3 separate regions of the Anser cygnoides genome follow, and regions 1 and 2 are each linked to region 3. A link is a contact called in public Hi-C data. All regions are on one chromosome and are shown on one strand. Each heading gives the region's core, a stretch centred on a gene start, on an enhancer-like site or on the middle of the called end of the contact. The rest is flanking DNA. Distances are from core to core; before and after follow the strand shown. Region 1 holds the start of BORCS5 (BLOC-1 related complex subunit 5). Region 2 holds the start of MANSC1 (MANSC domain containing 1). Region 3 holds the start of BCL2L14 (BCL2 like 14).

Region 1 (4,265 bases), core at 712-3,211, 170 kb before region 3:
CTAGAATCAAAGCCAAGAAGCAGTTAGAACAGAGGTTTGGTCTTGAATCCAAAGCATTGAATAGAAAATGGGTTTAAAAAAAGCTACCTAGGCTTGAGTAGAGAGATGAGGACTGTCTCTAGGAAGGGTGTGGAGAAAAGGGATAGGCAGAGGCAAGTGAAGCCACTAATCATTAAATGACTTAGAGGAAATCCTATCAGGAAAGGAAAAGGCTTGAATTATAGGAAAACGGTGAAATGCACCAGCATAAGGGGTGACAGCATATAATGTCTGAAAGCTAAAAATAAAACCAGCCAGCTTGGACTGCAGGGAAGATGTTAGAGCAAATAGGCAGGGGATCAGGCTCCCAAGGGAGACAGTCGAGACACCAGCGTGTTTCCAGCCAAAAAATGATAAGATGCTAGGGGAACAGCATGTAGAGAAATGTGTTGTGTGATTCAGAGGTTCAGGCTTGAGGTTTTCCTCAGCTGTGCATTACATTATTAAGATATGAAGAATTCACGATAGACTCACAATACTCCAGAAGAGGTTAATCACTGATCATACAAAATTATGAGCATGTACCATAAGGAAAAAAAAAATCCTCCTTTTATTTCTCTCTGATTCTAATCAGTGAAAATAAATTGAATGTTGTGCTCCTTCTGACTGTCCCTGCAAAGCTGGTTGTGATGACACGGGGAAGATGAGGTTTATCTACTTTCTGGTACATTTGCTCAGGGGAAGCCCTTGCCCTCCACCATCCACGTGGATCTTGCTTGAGCTTGCTTATCTCCCCGGCTGACATGGCAGTAAAAGGGGAGGCTATTTCATCCGGGAGAGGGTCAAGGACAACGTTTGGTAATGCAGACCTGCCCCTAGGCAGGTATTGCTTTTGAGTTGTTAAAAAAAAAAAAAAAAAAAAAGTAAACAACCTTGAAGGTTGGATATATATTTCTTTATGTAAAAAGTTTTGACTGCTTTTTTTTTTTTTTTTTTTTTTTTTTTTCCCCCTAGTAAAAGCTGAAAGTCTGATATTATCACATGACTGCAGGAGCCTGATGTTAGAGTCAGTCTACGATGCCTGGGCTTTTAATCTGGCCCAGATGTTATCTCCTACTGTAATCATAAGAAAAGCTACGAAAATACATGTTCAACAGATACGAAATTAAAAGTTAAACATTTCCATAAGTTTCTAATAACCTTGAGAACAATACAGACTTCTGGGGGCAAGGACTTCAAATTTTGCTTCAAGTCATTCTGCCTCACAGCATCACCCCAGCAAAGGGCTGCAACAGGCTGGGAGGGAGCCGTGCACATTCAGACTTGGGTTTTCCTTGCAGAAAGTGGGTTTTCCTTGGAGAAACCTCCCCGAAGCAGGTCTGGAAAACCGGAGGAAACTGTGTTTCCTTGGAAAACTCCTGAAGCAGGTTCAGGAAAACGGGTTAGGGGAGGAAAAAACGGGAGGAAATTCAAGGAAGCTGCGATTGTTTCCCGTGGCGCACAAGGCAGGAGAGGGACGCCTTTTTGCAAGCGGGGCTGTGTGGCCACGTCCCGCAGTTTGCGGTGCGCTCGCTGCTCGTTTCGCTAAGAAACGGGCGTGCGGGAGGGGGCAGCAGGAGAGGGACGGCCTTCACCTGGAGGAGGAGGAGGAGGAGCTGCCGCCTTTGTGCCGCCGCTCCGTGCCCGAAAGTAGTCCCGTCCCTGCCGGGCCGGCGTCTCTCCGAGCCGCGCTGCTCCCTAAAAACGGCGTGGAGGGAGAGAAAAGGCGGGGAGCCCCACGCGTGCGGTAGCCCCGCAGGAATTTGGGCCGACCCCCTCTGCCCCCCGCGGGCACGGAGGGCCCCGCCGCGGCCGTGTGCGTGCGCTGGGGGGGAGCGAGCGGGCAGTGGGCGGCGCTGGCATCCCTCCCTCTCTCCCTCCATCCCATCCGTCCGTCCGTCCCTCCCTCCTTCTGTCCCTCCTTCCGTCCGTCCCTCCTTCCAGCCGTCCCTCCCTCCGTGCCCGGGGAGGCGGGCGCTGCTCGGGGAGCGGGGCGCGGCGGCCGGGGGAGGAGGAAGAGGAGGAGGAGGAGGAGGAGGAGGAGGAGGAGGCTGTATCCCTGCGCCTGTGCGCGCCCGGAGGAGCCGCGGGGAGCGCTCGGGCTCGGGCTCGGGGGGTGGATGGCGAACGGCCGCGGCCAGGCGGCGGCCGGCATGGGGGAGAGCGGCGGCGCGGCGGGGCGAGCGGCCTGCTAGGGGGTGCCTCGCTGCCCCGGCCTTCCTCCTTCTCTTCTTCCTCCTCCTCCTCCTCCTCTCCCCGCCGGCCGGGAAGCATGAACGGGCAGCGGGGGTGCTGCTCCTCGCCGCCGCCCCGCCGGTGAGAGCGCGGAGCGAGGGAAGATGGGGGCCGTCCTGCGCAGCCTGCTTGCCTGCAGTTTTTGTTCCCTGATGAGAGGTGAGCGGGGAGGCGGGAGGAGGAGGAGGAGGAGGAGGCAGGGGAAAAGTTGACGGCTGTGCTGCGAGGGGCCATGTTTGCCCGTGCGGGAGGGGAGCGGCCTGGCGGGGCCCGCTGCGGGGGCAGTGCTCCGCACCCCTCCCGGCATTGTTGTCTCCTCTAACTTAAAATAAAATAAAAATAAATTAAAATAAAATAAACAAAAAACCGCAAATGTCACGCCAGCATCGCCGCGCCGGCCGCAGGAGAAATGATTTTCCTCCTGTCGCTGCCGGGACCCCGGAGAAGTTTGCTGGGTCGCGATCAACGCTCGCGGGGCTGCGCAGAGGCCCCCGAGTAGCTCCGGGGGGTGTCACTGGGGGCACCCCGGGAAATCGTTGTTCCACCCCCCCTCTCCAAGGCGGTTTCTTGGTCTGTGGGATTTCGTGGGGAGACAGCCGAGGCGCCCTTGGAGAACGCGCTGAACTCAGCGACAGGGTCCGTGCTGGCTCCTGCTGGGGAGAAGTCACCTGTGGTGGTTGCATCCATCCTCTTGCCCTTATGTTTTTCCCTAGATGAGGGAAGAGGTTAACTGCTAATAGTTAGTCAACTGCACTTTAATGTCGAAAATTAGTCTGTCATCGACATCCGTGAGTTTCGATAAAAGCCAGAGTAAAGGTGGCTTAGGCTGAAGGAACTGCTCAGTAGCCAGTTGCTCGGCACTCTGGAAAACAAAAATTTTCCACTCCTCCATACCCCCCCCCCCTTTTTTTTTTCTTCTATGCATCTGTTTGCCATATTGTATCCTGTTTGTGAAGATACAAGTATACTTATTTAAATGGACTGCGTCACATTTTGTATTCCTATTGTGGCAGCGAAACCTCAATTTTCAAAAGTAAAGTTGGATACAGAGCATGGAGAGGAATTGTTTCCTGATTAGTTCATTTTATTATGTCACGATCATACCTGGTCCTAATAAACCATTCGTTTGGCTCTCACTTGCCATTTAACGCAGTCCAAATGACAGCATAGAAATCATTGGGATGCATATTGTCACGCAGTATCAGCATGGTCACAGTCACTTCTTCAAATTAATCTCAAGCTAGTGATGTCCTACCGAAGTTTTTTGCATACCTGATGATGCTTAAGAAGAAACTTTGAAGAAACATTCAGTTTATAAACCGTTTAGGCTGTTATCTCTTCTCCTCTCTCACCTTTGTCAATTGCCAAGGACACTTGTATCCAAACGGCACTTCTCTTTCTTCTGTGTTCATGTGTTCCTGTTGTTTGATTACCTCCCTGGAGTCATAATCTTCTATTTGTGGCATAATATTAATTCCCTGATTGTTATTATTACTTTATGTAGATATAAACAACAGGAACAGATGAACTCTGAAGAAACAAACAAATCAAATTTTAATGCATACGTCCTCCCTAGTAAACAATCTGTGCAGGTAGAATTGGTTCAAACGAGATGTGTTGAGTTCATAAGAGGTGTCAGCAGTTCCTTAATGAGGCAGAGGCAGTGCCAGTATCAGTATGAATACATTTATACGTGGAAGTAGAGGTAAAGTTACGAAGTCTGCTGTTTGGTTTGTGAATTCAGTGCTGTGAGGGGTGCCAAGCCAACAGTATTGGAGACTGAAACTCAGAAACTGGTATACGGGTGGGCTACAGCATCCTCTCTGCTTAGAGAACTCGCTTCCCTGTTCTCACTGGCTTAAAGCAACAAACTAAACCACCAACACAACACAAACGGACAGAGGTTTACAACTGAGCCATGATTATTAGTGTAAGGAAACTACGGTAGGCTGGTTTACCAAGCAGGAAAGGAATAAAATTGGTAGCATGGAAGTGCAGCACCCCGTTAACTA
Region 2 (3,919 bases), core at 159-2,658, 190 kb before region 3:
CTGCACCTCACAACTGTTACTGAGATGGGGGCTATAGGAGAAAACCTCAATCCAGCACCAGTTCTTGCAGCTGCAGGCTGTGCCACATGGGTTTGTAACCTAACAATAGGCCGATCTTTTGACTACCTCAACAACTGCTTAATTCCTGCCAAAATAACAAATAGGTTCAAAGAAATGTAATTATTCCAGGAGGAAGAACAAACTATTGTTGGCACAATTAAGTAGAGAAAGTTGAGCTCTGAATCTGCAGTATTCACACTATGAGTGGCCTCAGTGGCACTTAAAGAAGAACTTGGAGTGTTCAGACATAAATTGTGTGATGTCTGTAAGGCTGCAACCTAACCAGTGCTTGCCATAAAGACATCTGATGTTAACCATCAGTCTCAGACAAATTTTAAAATTAGCTCCATTGGATCAGCACATTGAACTTTAGTTAGCTTCATTTACCACTTCTACTTAACAGAGTTCAAAATAGTTTGTGAAGTATACTTTCCAGCCGCTGTGTGAAAGTGTTTTCATTTATTACTGTAAAAGTGTGAATGTGCAGCATACTGACACCCCTGGAAAAGTTTAATTTACCTATCAACAATTGTACATGTCTGCCACATGAAGTCTTATAATTGGAAACACTATGACAATAAAAGTGTATTTTTAATGTGGCTGATGTGGTAGTGAATTCTTTATTTTGCCTCTAATGTGGACATAACACAAACCCTCTGTAGTAGTAGCAAAGTTAATGTATCTGAAACTACTCAGAGTGTACAGCTATATATATCTATGTTAGTGTATATATATATATATATGATGGTTGTGTGATGATGACACCTGCAGCGTGCCGCTTCAGCATGCAGTACCCATAGGAAAGGCACAGTCCCCTGTGCCTTGCTGCTGCCATTGGGAAATATGACTGGGTCCGGAGTCACACTCTTACACTATCCGAGAGTGGCTTACAATGACTAATTTGGGAACTAAGTATATATTTAGTGAATGTGAGTGTGAATACCCACAAACATATGTATACATATACCTGCAGTTGTTCCTATCTGCATCCAGGTGTTTAGTCCTATAGGACTCGTTGTTTTCATTATTTTACTCTAACCATTGCAGTGTAAAGTAATCTGTCCTTCGGTATCTCTTCATGTAATGGACCACCCCTAAGAAGGACATTTACTTTAGTTGCAGAAATAACTATGTTATTCTAAGTATGATGCAGGACGAGATAGCTGAAAAAGAAGGACTATATCGTACTGCCCCTTTGCCGCGTTCCTTACCCTCCGGGCCACTTAACTAACACTGCCCTAAACTAACTACCTAGCTACCTAAAAATAAAAGGAGGAGCTGAAAATATCCAAAGGAAAAGCATTAGCTAGGCAAGATGGGGCGGGGGGAAAGGCGGCGGCCCCGGGCCGGCCCTCGTCCCTCCTCCCGGCCGTGGGACCCTGTGGGGCGGCCATGTCGGCGGGCATCGGCCTCCGGCTCCGGATCCTGCTTCTCGCCTGCCTGGCGCCCCGGCCGGCCCTCGGCCAGGGCTGCTCGGCGGAAAAAGAGGAGAACGCCATCGTCGACATCAGCTTCGCCCTCCCCGCAGGCATCAGGGGAGCGGAGCCGGTATATGCTTCGGCTCCGGAGGCGTGTATGAGGGCTTGCTGCCTGGGAAAAGGGCTGCCAGGTAAGGGACCCCCTCTGCCTTTCTCTGTTACTGCTTGTGAGCACCTAGGGAATTACTTTGCTGTCCTGCCTGGCTTCATGTGATACCAGATTGTTGATACCAGAGTGTTCAGGAAAATAACTGCGGTACAGAAATGGAGGTCGTTTTACATGCTGCAACCACACAGGCTCCCAAAAGCCAAGAGGCATCATCTCAATTCAGCAGACACTCTGCGAAGTAACCATCAGTTTGTGCTACGTTCATTATAGCCAAAAATGAGAGTGCTTATGCTCCTCTGAAACTTTTTTTTTTTTTTCATCAGGCTTTTAGAGTGGTATGAGGCACAGCAGCAAGTAGAAAAGAAGCCAGTTAAAAGTGCCCCCTAATAGGATGGGAACGGTGTATATCCACAGGTATACTGAGGAGGTTTTCAGATTTATCATGATTTGTAAGCAAAATCTTGTTACGTAAAGTGGTGCCAACGTGGTATGTGTGAAGGGAGAATGAGAGATTAGACTAATTATTTCCTCATGTTCATCTGTACAGGAAGAGGAAGGTGTGACGTTTCACATGTTGGCCTTTGGCCATTCTTTTGCAGTCTTGAGTTGTTTTTCTTGTAGGAATGTTATATGTTGTAGTTTTCCTTTAGGAATGTTACATGTTAGTGGTTTTCCTCTTCAACACATGAGGAAAACATAATTTAACTAACTGAACTTATTATTAAATGCTATAAAGATTTCTTGCTGCTGAAATATGTATATATTGTTTTGCAGGAGACAAGAAGTGTAACTTCATGATTTTTGATGCTCGAGGGACAGGGACACATCCAAACTGCTACCTGTTTTACTGCCCAAGCACAGAGGCCTGTCCAATGAAACCTGCAGCAGGATTTGTTAGCTACAAGATAGCTCGAGGTAAATAATAGGAAAAGACACTGCTCCCCACACTAGATCACCTTTGCCTCTGTCTTTTCAGTAGTGACTGGGTAATGTTTGGGGGTTGCGTTTTTAGTAAAATTTTTTAAACGAAGCATTCTAATTTTACAACGTCATTCTTTGCTCTGTGGGAGATGGATAGGCAAGTGTTTGGTGAGCACCTGCGTGAGCTCAGCTTCCTGGCTGGAATAACAACCCAACCATTATGAAATTCCTTCACATTAGGTTCAGAATTCTTCATAGTTCTCCTTTGCTTAAAACAAAAATGCTTCTTCCATCTTGATGTATTCTAGTCAAGGACAATTTCCTGTACATAATACTGAAGAGTATTGCTGAAAGCAATAGAAATATGATGCCCTTGTAGCCGTCTGTGTATTCAAAGGATTCAGGCAACGCTGATGAGTACCATATAGATACAAGCAGAAACAGCAAGCAAATATTAGGCAAGCCTCAGAGCACCACTGTGATGTTAGCGAGTAATTGGGGGTAGTAATCATTATTTTCTCTTTTCAGTTAGGGAACCTGAAGCACAGATGCAAACTGACTAAACTCAAAGCTTCATGGCATGTGGGCTGCACACTCACAAATTTCTCATTATCTGTCATGTGCTGTGGGATTTTTAATAGCAAGTCTTACTTGTTGACTGGCATTGACTTGCACCAGACCAGTCTGAACAGCTCAGATAAGAAGCAGCTCAGATAAGAAGCTGATAATTAGATGGTCCTCCTGCCAAGAGTTCACAAGGTGGTTTCAGTGTGGCTTCTTGAGAGAGCAGAAATTTTGTATTGCAAGAGTCTGAACTTTTACTGAAAAAGAGAACTTTTCCACAAGAAACTATAAAGGGAGCAACAGCAGGATATGTAAAAAGATTATTCACATAATATTACCAAATACTTTTGTGTGGGCACAGTCACACTGGAACTGGGCAAAAGTGGTGTGCAACAGATGGATTGCATGTAAAATTATCATTACAACCACATTTATTACTCTAGCTCTTTCTACCCTAGAGGAACACACGGAATGCAAAGAAACAAAGCATGTAATTGTGCTTGTGCTTTTGTCCTGCATATAGGTTTAATACTCATTTAATGTTAGCCAAAAAGTTGCTGTTAGCTTATTTACCTCAGGTTCGTAGTAAGCTTTCAAAGGTAGCATCTGAGTGGTGTTCTTAATGACAAACATTTAAAGCTTTGGTTTTTAAAATGAGAATCTCCAGGTGGTTACACTGAAACAGGAACTAAAAGGGGTGAAATACTCTGTTGCTAATAAAGTAACTTCAAATACTGAAGTAATGTTAATAATAAAGTTTTCCTTTTTCTTCTTTTAAACTATTCCT
Region 3 (4,344 bases), core at 293-2,792:
TGAAATTACAGGCAGTTCTTGCAGAGAAAAGCAGAACTATCGTGGGTCTCCGCAGTTCACTCGTATGTGAGCAGCACACTCCACTGAAACAGTATGTCATGTGTATTGACTCACTAATTCTCACAAAACCCTTATCAGATTGGTATTGTCTGTCCAGGAGAGGCTGTGCTGTTTTAAACTGTACAAAGGCTGTGGAAAGTTGGTTTTACACGAGACCGCAGGAAAGGATCTCTCCTCATGGTACTGCAACACAGTCACATCTAGGATGGAAAGCAATGACTTGCAAGCTGCAGGATTATCTGCTCCTTATTAAATCTTAACTGAACAGGACACCACAGAATTAGTAAACATAGTGTTATACTAGCATGACACAATAAACGTCCCTAGTGACAACAGATTTTTCATGAGCACTGTTGTGCAATAGACACAATGCATGCTGTATAGAAAGGTCTATGCTGATAGATGTCTTTCAAAAGAGAAGTTATCTGCTGCTCTGTGGCTGTCCAGAGGTATTTCCCTCATTCAGGGATGAAAGGCTGCCCAGCGCTTAGCCTCTAGAAGAGAAATGATGCACTACCTAGCTACACAAATTCACTGGGATACTCCTAAATTTTAAATTCAGTTGTCCACAGCTAAATGTAGTGTGGTTGGCAAAAAAAAGAACCTTGCTGTCATTGGCTAGGTCTGTCAAACTTTCTTTTCAAAAGCACACCGGCAACAGCGGCAAGGCTTGTATGGCAGCTCCAAAAGTCCTAGGGCAGTACCTTCCCTTACTTTTTGACATCACAGCTAAACCTGAAAGAACATCATTCTGAATTAGCCATGATAAATATAGCAGTTTAATCTATATACAAATAAGAGCCTTGTGCTGGATTATGGACAATCAAGCATTACAGAAGAGAAACTAAGTTCAGAGAAGAAAAGGGTGTTTATTACCTTCCAGGTCTATTGCACCAGCAACACTGCGTGCCTGATGATCTGACTTCTTTCTCCTTTTCTTCCAGTGGTTACTCTTTTTTTTTTTGTTGTTAGAACCAGCCTTGTAAGCACAGCAGTTCCCTTTAGGGGAAATAAATAAGTAAATAAAATAAAGAATTTAACTTACTCTATTGACTATTTTAAGCCTTTCATCAAAACATACATACATAAGCTTTCCCTAAGAATGGCACTGCACTTTCATTAAAAATGTGCCAGTACACTTCCTTATGTGAACAGAGTTCAAACACGTCAGCTTACGTATAGGAGGCAGGAAGGGTGGGGCCTGCCCCCTGCACTTGTGAGTGGTGCTGAGCAGCATGCTAGGCAAGGGACAAAGTCTATAGCTGCTTTGGGCTTGTGAATGAATACTATCTTTTTTTTTTTTCCTTCAAAACCCTCTTTTTTTTTTTTTTTTTGTCATGGTACGGGTTGAACCAAATAATCATTTTGATCCAGAAGAAGGTTTTTAAAGTGTTTTGAAATCAGTTGTACCTCTTCTTCTATAAATAGCCATCTACTATTCTATGTTTTTTCATATGCTGTTGACTATTTTTTTTTCCCGGAATCACATTAAACATTAATTAGATAAGATAGTTAAGGTTATTGCAACAAGTGACGCTGTACTGACCCTCATGGACTTTGCTTCTGTAGCTATTGTAACTACTATGGTCCAACATGGTGATTTAGTTACCTGTACAAATTACTACAAATTAATCTACAAGTCCATTTTAAGAGGGATTTTCACCATGCCAGTGATATTCCATTTTCAAAATAAGCTTGTAGATGAAGCTGCAAGCTAGGAGGGATTGGATGAATGGGAAAGAGCCTCATCCCACAGCCCGAGAGGGTGAACTCTTGAATCCAGTCTCATTTCAGTAGTGCCCAGTGCCAGGGGACAAGAGGCAGTGAGCACAAACTGGAAAACAGGAGGTTTCCTCTGAACATCAGGAGCCCTTCTGTGCTGTGTGGGTGACAGAGCACTGGCACAGGTTGCCCAGAGAGGTTGTGGAGTCTCCTCCTTGGAGATCTTCAGAAGCCACCAGGACATGGCCCTGGGCAGCCTGCTCTGGGTGGCCCTGCTGGAGCAGGGGCTGGGCCAGATGGCCTCCAGAGGGCCCTTCCCACCTCAGCCATTCTTAATTCTGTGATTTACCTGTGGAGGAGAGAGTTTCAGTGGGTACAGACTGGTTCCTGATACAGAAGATGTCTCTTCATGGATGTGCCTTAGTCTCCGAGTGTTGTAAGGAACACGCCTGTCTGCTGACTTTCCTGCAAAGTGAAGAATTTGCTCATTGAAACAGCAATATAAACAGCCAAATTTTGCATTTCCGGGGCGTAGTGACTTGGAGTTCACTTTGACTTTACAGGCTTATAGAAGATTTTTGTTCATGTTCGCTGAAGCTTTCCATTTCCTTCCTTCTTTACCAGGGCCAACTGACCTCTGAGCAGTAACAGCAGATGTAAAGCCTGTGTGTTATGGATTATTAACAATCTGTCATCCTGTGCACTGAAAAAGGTCAGTTTTCATTTTCTTTTTAAACATATCGTACCCCAATGCACAATATGCTTTCTTCAATACTAAGAGAAGGGTAAAAACAGCAGTATCTGAGGCCCAGAAAAGGAATGGGCAGCCTGCTGGAAGCAAGGAAAAGAACTAAACCAAAAACCCTTTTAAGGAGCTATTTTGAATTTTATAACACCAGGTAAAGTGAGAAGACAGAAAAAAAAAATAGTGTTGACTTGGCTCCATTTTATATATTCTGTTCCTATAGAAATTGTAGCTCTGTGGTACACCATGAGAGACAGAAAAAAAAATGACCATTTCTCCACTTGGCAATTTTGTTGACCCTGCAACCAGAGCTGGATGTATATTGAAGGGTAACTTCTGAAATATACTGGCAAAGCCAGACTTTGTGGTGTTGAGGCAGCATTGCTGCCCATGGAGCCATGACCTTGTCTGAAATATAGCTACTCACCCAGCCCATTGCTCCCATCAGTATCTGCAGTTTTTCACCTCAATCCCTGAGTGTCCCTATACCCTGAACAAGTAGCCATCCTGGTCATACTTTCAAACTGTTGTGGAATCAAAATACCTGGACTCTTTTAAATCCCTGGTGGTATTTAGGAGAGAGTGGGGTAGCCCATGTTATTAAATTGGTGGTCCTGGCTGCACACAGGAAAAGCAGTAGCTCATTTTCTGCCATGGCTGGAGCTCTGGATTTCTTAAGTCTCTGTATGGAGGGACCTGACTTTGTCCATTATGGAGCAATATTAGGAAGAGAGGTGTTTCTAAGCATGTTACAGCCAGCCTGAGCAGATGTGGGTGTATGGAAAGGTTCTGTCTGACCAGGGCTCCTCTTTTCACTCTTGCAGTATCTTTTCCAAACAAACGGAACTGAAAGCAGTCACAGAGGAGGCAAGATAAATGTAAAAGGGAAACTCTCATAGATGCAATGCAAAGCCGTTTTAATGTGTTTTAATTACTTCATTGTACTTCTCTGTTTTACTGCCACTGCTTTTTCTACCAGGAAAAAATATTTTTATTTTAATAGACTTTCCTGAAAGAGGAGAGAAGTGCAAACATTGTGAATAATGGCAGTATAATTCCCTGTTTTACAGGCAGTTCACATTTCGTTTTTCTTTCAGTTCTCAGTCCCTTCATGTTATTTCTTAATTTATGACTCAAACTAGGTTCTCTGTCTTGCTTGTATTATGGATCTTGTATTATTATTATTATTATTATTATTATTATTATTATTTGGATTCTTACCTTTTATGTTGCCTTCTATCTTGTGTCTTCTGCCCCCTTTTTAAATGTTTCATTTACCTTTGGATACCCAGCCAAGCACTTTACGTTGACTTATGCAGTTCTCTAAAGGGGATAATCTGCTTTAATTTCTTTTCATTTGTTTGTTTGTTTTTCTTGTCACACCTTAGGAATTTAAGTTGGTTATAAGCTACTTTCAGTTTTGTTTCAGCTTACTTTCCAGCCTAAAATCCTTGATATCTCAACTTTTGATTTCCAGTCTGCAAAAGGACATTTAAAAATAAAACCATTGCTCCTGCTGCCTTCCAGAGTGCCTGTGGTGATTGATTTTTACTCTACAAGCTGGACCAAAAGTATAAGAAGCCCCTCAAAAACTAGAAGGAGCTTGCGATCTCTGGTGACAGAAGCTAGTTTTTTTCAGGAGGGAAAATAAAGAGGAAAAAATGTTTTGAGAGATGGGAAGTCTTGTTCTACCTAAAGGAGCTTTTTCTGAATAAAGTCTAGGAAACGGCACCTTCCACCAAAGAAGGGTAGGAGAGAAAATAAAAGACCCATTATGTAAGGCACCAATCTAACCCATGCTTAGCCAAACTTCAGAA

What was found. A called contact is a pair of places that touch in the nucleus more often than the background predicts.
Region 1: a contact with region 3 is called in a Hi-C map of liver, with 3 times the contacts expected there. The contact joins the promoter of BORCS5 here to the promoter of BCL2L14 in region 3. A contact is called at or near these places in 3 of 7 Hi-C or Micro-C datasets (fetal liver and liver).
Region 2: a Hi-C map of liver shows a contact between it and region 3, with 2.4 times the contacts expected there. The contact joins the promoter of MANSC1 here to the promoter of BCL2L14 in region 3. A contact is called at or near these places in 2 of 7 Hi-C or Micro-C datasets (both in liver).

What each region holds. Positions count from the first base shown.
Region 1 is chr1:72,257,790-72,262,054 of Taihu_goose_T2T_genome, forward strand. It overlaps BORCS5 (BLOC-1 related complex subunit 5), which reads right to left and starts at 1,962. Exons shown (of 5, transcript XM_013172846.3): 1 at 1,614-1,962. The coding sequence starts at 1,906. It overlaps LRP6 (LDL receptor related protein 6), which reads left to right and starts at 2,074. Exons shown (of 23, transcript XM_013172840.3): 1 at 2,074-2,412. The coding sequence starts at 2,358.
Region 2 is chr1:72,235,234-72,239,152 of Taihu_goose_T2T_genome, forward strand. MANSC1 (MANSC domain containing 1) reads left to right here and starts at 1,409. Exons shown (of 4, transcript XR_010832533.1): 1 at 1,409-1,669; 2 at 2,422-2,562. All of the region lies in intron 2 of BORCS5 (BLOC-1 related complex subunit 5), which reads right to left.
Region 3 is chr1:72,423,501-72,427,844 of Taihu_goose_T2T_genome, forward strand. BCL2L14 (BCL2 like 14) reads right to left here and starts at 1,543. Exons shown (of 7, transcript XM_048053654.2): 1 at 937-1,543.